Linked DNA regions of Columba livia: region 1 is linked to region 2. Evidence: chromatin contacts called from public Hi-C data. All regions are on one chromosome and are shown on one strand. The core of a region is the stretch at or near the end of the contact, and the rest is flanking DNA. Distances in the headings are between cores, read along the strand shown.

What was found. A called contact is a pair of places that touch in the nucleus more often than the background predicts.
Region 1: a contact with region 2 is called in a Hi-C map of liver, with 5 times the contacts expected there. The contact joins the enhancer-like site here to the promoter of TESK2 in region 2. A contact is called at or near these places in 2 of 2 Hi-C or Micro-C datasets (crop and liver).

Annotation. Positions count from the first base shown.
Region 1 is chr8:3,762,524-3,765,223 of bColLiv1.pat.W.v2, forward strand. It overlaps TESK2 (testis associated actin remodelling kinase 2), which reads left to right. Exons shown (of 11, transcript XM_065071530.1): 11 at 140-2,700. The coding sequence ends at 1,152. Among named protein-coding and RNA genes, the nearest start is that of MUTYH, 9.2 kb to the right of the region's middle. Within about 2 kb of position 1,433, at least 1 of the 3 cell types and tissues checked has an H3K27ac peak away from gene starts, as active enhancers do.
Region 2 is chr8:3,696,743-3,699,442 of bColLiv1.pat.W.v2, forward strand. It overlaps TESK2 (testis associated actin remodelling kinase 2), which reads left to right and starts at 1,366. Exons shown (of 11, transcript XM_065071530.1): 1 at 1,366-1,574. LOC135580077 (a long non-coding RNA gene) reads right to left here and starts at 1,261. Exons shown (of 2, transcript XR_010474213.1): 1 at 592-1,261; 2 at 1-53.

The sequences.
Region 1 (2,700 bases), core at 183-2,682, 66 kb after region 2:
GAAACATGCTTATGGAAGATACTTTGGAGCATCAGAAATGCAGCTTTTTCTTTTACAGACCCTTCATGACAACTGTAGTGAGCAGACATGCAGGCACATAGCTCCTTTAAGCTAAGAGTATTTCTTTTCTTCTACTCAGGCTCAATTGAAAAAGGACCAGGAGTAAAACGTTTGAGTTCCCTGGATGACAAGATCCCACCCAAGTCACCCCGTCCGCGTCGGAATATCTGGCTGTCACGCAGCCAGTCGGATATCTTCTCCCGCAAGCCTTCCAGGAAGATAAACGTGCAGGACCCCTACTATACACCAAATAAAGGGTTAGGCCGGAAAGTTAATCCCTTCAGTGCCCGAGAGGACCTCAAGGGAGGGAAAATCAAATTCTTTGACATGCCAAGCAAGTCTGTGATCTCCCTTGTGTTTGATTTGCATTCTCCAGAGGCAGGTGGAGGCCTGAAAGGCAGCCAGTCCCAGTTCCGGCAGGCATACAGCACAGACTGGCAAGAATTTTCCCTTCTCCCTGGGAGGAGGTGCAGATCGCTTCCACTCTCTCCCGAATTGCCGCACAAGGAGTATGGCCTGTTTGGGGGACTGTCTTCAACTGTCAGCAGGTGCGACCCAACCCAGCTAAGCACAGAGGTTCGGCAAAAACTCCTGAGTAGCAGTAAATATGGTGTGTCAGAGATTCCCCCCTTTCAAGCCAAGCCTCACAGGTCAGAATTTCTTTCTGTACCAGGACAAGAAGAGGATATGGACTGTTCAGATGGGCCAGTGGCCCAGGAGGAAAATGGGTTTTGCCCTATTGAGAACACGTGCAGAGATCCAGCCAGCGATCAACCATTAGTGCTGGCCCAGCCTGAGCCGCTGTCTTACAAAAAGCTCCCAGTTGAGAATTCAGTGAACTCTGAGGGACATGGCTCCTCACAAGTGTTCGTGGGTTGTCTCCCTTCTGAGGAGATGGAGGTGGAAGATGACCACCTGAAAAATACTCCACTAGAGTCTACAAAGCCTATGTTCAGCGTTAGTCCTTGCACTGAGCTGAAGAGAGAGGCATGGCCCTTCAGGGAGCAGGATGGGGACAGTCCTGCCCCGTCGTCTCAGATGTCCTCCAACATCTCAGCAAGTGGCACCACGCAGTCAGCTTGTGACATATGAAGAGAGGGCTCAAACTGAATGTGTCCATGAGGGAACACTTGTTCCCAGTTGCTTAAACTCGTGTTTTCTCTATAGTGCTGGGCTTCACATTTGAAAGAGGCTCCGCAGATGGTAGAAACTGGCTGTCAAACTGATAGCTGCAGACAGTGTCTGGAGAGACTGATTATTTCAACTTTATTTCAAACTGTGCTTATTCCCTTTCCTGTTTTGCATTAGGAGGGGGAACTGCTCCAGCCAGAACGGCCTTGTGGGCCCTGCAGCCCTTCCGAGAGGCAGCAGGCAGCCACCGTGTAAACAGTTTGACCAGGGTTCCAACATGAAGCATTTCAAGGCCTTAAGCTCCATGTTGGGTAGAAAGAGCGACCCTTAGGTTTTCCCTCTTCCTCTGACTGACCAGCTGCTCTAAACCACTGCAGATCTTGCATTAATATTCTGCAGCAGCACATAAGTCAGAGCCTCTATTTTAGAAATGGGCACAGAGATCTTTCAGAGCTATGCTGAGCAGATAGGAGTGTTCTCTGGTCCCAGAGCTGCTGTGAATGCTGTGGCAGCATTAAACAAGCTCTTCTTTCAAAAGCAGCAAAAAGAAAACCCCTCATGCTGGTTGCAATCTGCAAGCTGAATCACATGACAAATACTTTGCAATTAACAAGACAAATCTGTTCCCTGGTGTTTCGTTTTCCCGTGGGATTTGGTAATGATGTGTAATACATTAGTGCAGGAAAGCAGGATGTGTTAATCGCTGCTCCCCTTCTTGCACACCTTTCATGCACCTCAACTAGGAGGAGGATTTGCCCAGGGCACAAGAGGAGAACCATATTCCAGGCATTGTCATATCTGAGCTTCTGGAGGAACTGCCAGTGAACGCACCAGCTTTCAGGGGTGTAGGATCTTATCTCTGAAGAGCTGAATGGACATCATGATCTGTTGCTGCAGAAGAGTTAGTTAAATACCATATCTAGATCATAGTTGACTATTCCCACTAAGCTAGAAAGGTCACATTCACCTCCCTCTCTGGTGCGACATCCCATCTCGCTGATATCACTGCAGTAGTGAGGGCTCCTTATTTCAAACCAGACTGCGTGCTAGAGGACAGGAATCCCCGGCTCAGGGGAAGCGGCCAGCAGCGGTGCAGCCACACAAGTGCTCTTGGAGGACAGACAGCAGACTCATGGGAGAGCTTTGCATTGTCAAACTGAAGAAAATTAGCTTGTCCCAAATTAACTTTTTTTTCTTCTACAGAAGGAGGCTGTTGTCTTAATTGGCTTCTACTGGCACTGAACAGGCTGATTTTTGTTTTGTTTTGTTTTTCCCCTCTATCAGCAGGAACACATGAAAGAAGCAGTTGCATGAGCTTTAATGCTGCTTGCTGGAACCAGCATCAGAGTTCCCCACTCTGGGGTGTAATGTATGGGAAAGCTTAATCTGTGATGATGGCTGTGCCCCAGCCTGCCCTTTTCTGCTTCTGTCCCAACAACATGGGATTTTTTTTTAACCTGTATTATCATTCCTAAGTGAGGTATGCATTGCATGCCTGCTGAGCAGATG
Region 2 (2,700 bases), core at 116-2,615:
GCTGGTGCTGATGTTTCCAACATGAAATTCCCTCGAACACATTTTGGATTGAGCTGTAAAGATTAGATGTAAACAGTGACGAAGGATAGTGAGAAAACATATTACTAATACGGCAAGGCAAGGTTGAGCAATGCATTCCTGTCCAAGACCCTTCTGCTGTTTTAACTGGGATTCAGTTATTCTGTCCAAGACTCTACAGCAAATTAACTTTGTTTCTTAAAGAGGTTCAGTAAAAATAGCTCAACCACTGCCAAGGATGAGGTCAGGGAAAAAAATCGGTCCCTTGCCAATGTAAAACAAACCCCAGCTCCCCTCAGCACCATTTAATGAGATGTTCTAGTCCTGCCGTGCTTTGGAATGGATATTTGAAGTCTGGCAGTGTGTCCTAGCAGGAAAAAAGGTATCCTTTTTCTATACTTTTCAAACTGCCTGCATGTGGATAAGCCATAATTTGAAAAAAATAGTTTGTATGCGAAAAATCACAGACTTATTACAGCTGGGAAGCCAGAAGCTCAGGATATTTGGGTTGCGCTGAGCGGGCTGCAGGCAGGGGCTGAGCAGGGGCTCTGTGCCCCCCGCTGTGACCGAAACCTCGAGTGGGGTGCAGGCGGCTGGAAAATCAAGGACGAGTTTGAGTTAAATGCTGAAGTCGTGAGAGCTGGAGTGAGGAGGAGAGGGGTGAGTCCTGTGGGGCAGAGCGGAGGTGAGAACAGCAGCGGCGCTGCCACGGAGCCCAGGTACGGTCGCTCTGAAGCCGGGTGCTCCCCTGCCGGCTGTCAACGGCTGCCCGAGCGGAGGGGTGAGCGTTGCTGTCGGCACTGGCTGCGGCGCTGCTCCGGTTTTAGGGCGAAGAGCCGGCGGGACCCGCAGTACGAGAGGACAACGATCCCTGCGCTTCCCGGACCCGTCGCGGTGCCCGTCCCGCTGACAGCTTCCCGCCCAGCGCTGCCTATAAACACACGGGGATTGGCTGCTCCGCCCGTCCGTCACCGCGTGTGCCACAGTCTTACTGGCTAACTCGCTTACTTATAACCCGTCCTCAAAGCCTGACCAGTGAAAGCGAGGCGCCCATAGCAACGCCCCTCTCTCTTTCTTCTCACTGGCTCCCGCTCTTGTTTTGGGAGCTGTTGTTGCTCTTTTGGTTGGACGATCGGCCTGCCTCTCAAGTGGCTCATGACCAATTAAAAAGGAGTACTCTCGTGGACTACCTGCGAGTCCCTCCGCTTGATTTCCCTTAATCCATTGGCCGAGGGGTGCCGTCCATCTAGCCCTGTCCCGCAACGATTGGCTGTTAGGGAGGGGCGGTGCTGTGGGCGGCTCGGCGGCGGCGCTCGCCGCGGGGGGGCGGACGCGTGAGGAGGAGGAGGCGGGGGCTGCGGGAGGAGGAGGAGCCGCGGTGATCACGGCCCCGGGTCCCGCAGCTGGGCTCTCTCCTCACATGGGGCCCCCTCGCTTGCCGCAGCGGCGGGGCAGACCCTCGCCGCGCTGCTGAGGGGCCGGGGCTTGGCTGCCGGTGGGGTATGCGGCCATGAGAGCCCGCGCCGCCCGCAGGCCCTGCTGGCGCCGCCGCTCAGGTAACGGCCGGCGCGCGAGGGGCTGAGCGGGGCGCGAGCGGAGAGCGGGGCGGGGGGAGCCCGCGCGGCCCCGGGGAGGCCCGTGCGGGAGGCGGCGGGGCGGGAGGCGGGAGCGCGCCGGGAAGGGCAGCCTGTCAGCGGAGGGGAAGGGGCGGCCGGCGGGGTCCCGCTGCTCCGCGCCCCCGGCAGCGCGGGGAGCTGAGCGATGTGTTTCGGTGAGCAGGTGTGCGGGGTTGCTGCGTTCGCCCCGGGGGTGAGGGGGAGCAGGGGCTGCAGGGCGCCTGAGCGCTGCGGGGAAAGCCGGCTGCAGAAACCCGTGCCCTGATCCGGGGGCAAGGGTCTGCCTGAGCACGGCTGGGAGCGCTGCCCAGCCACATGAGGATTGCCTCGAAAATGGTCACTTTGCCAAGAAGTGCGAAAGCTTTGGCTCCGGCTTTGCTATTTTAAGTGCTACCCTGTAAAAATACATGAATCATGTTTTAATGACAGGCTCGACTGTTCAGGTGTATGTGCATATATGTTTGCTTTATGGCTTTCAGATGAAAGGTGCTGTATAAATGCAGATGATCGCCCTTAATGTTGCATTCCTTTGAGGGTGGGAACCGTATTTGCATTAAGTATGGAGGACTTTCCGTTTATATATTCTGATAGATATGAAAGTTGATAGCTGAAATCTAAAATTTTGAGAGTACTGAATTGAATCTTATTTAAGTTTATGCCTTTCTTTCTGTCCCCCCAAAGGAGACTTGCAGCTAATGTTTAGGCTAATTTATGAGAAGCCTTTATGCTTCAACTGAAATGACTTTTTTTTTTAAGTAGAGATCAGAGTTCTAGTATATTTTATTGTCTGCAAGATCAACAGACTTACAGTTCCATGGACTTAATTAGACAGTGGAATTTACAACCTAAGATAAGACTTTTTTATGAGAAACTGATATGCCCAGTGGACTAGCCATAAACCTTTCCATTTAGTCATCATCTTTGGAAATTATTGTTGCATACCATATCCTGATAGGCCAATAAAAATGTCATTTTCTGAGTCTTGCAGAAGTATATGGTACAGCTTTAGACATGGCTGTGTAATTCCATTGTCCGTTTTGGTTTGTCTTCGTGTTGCATGTAAAAC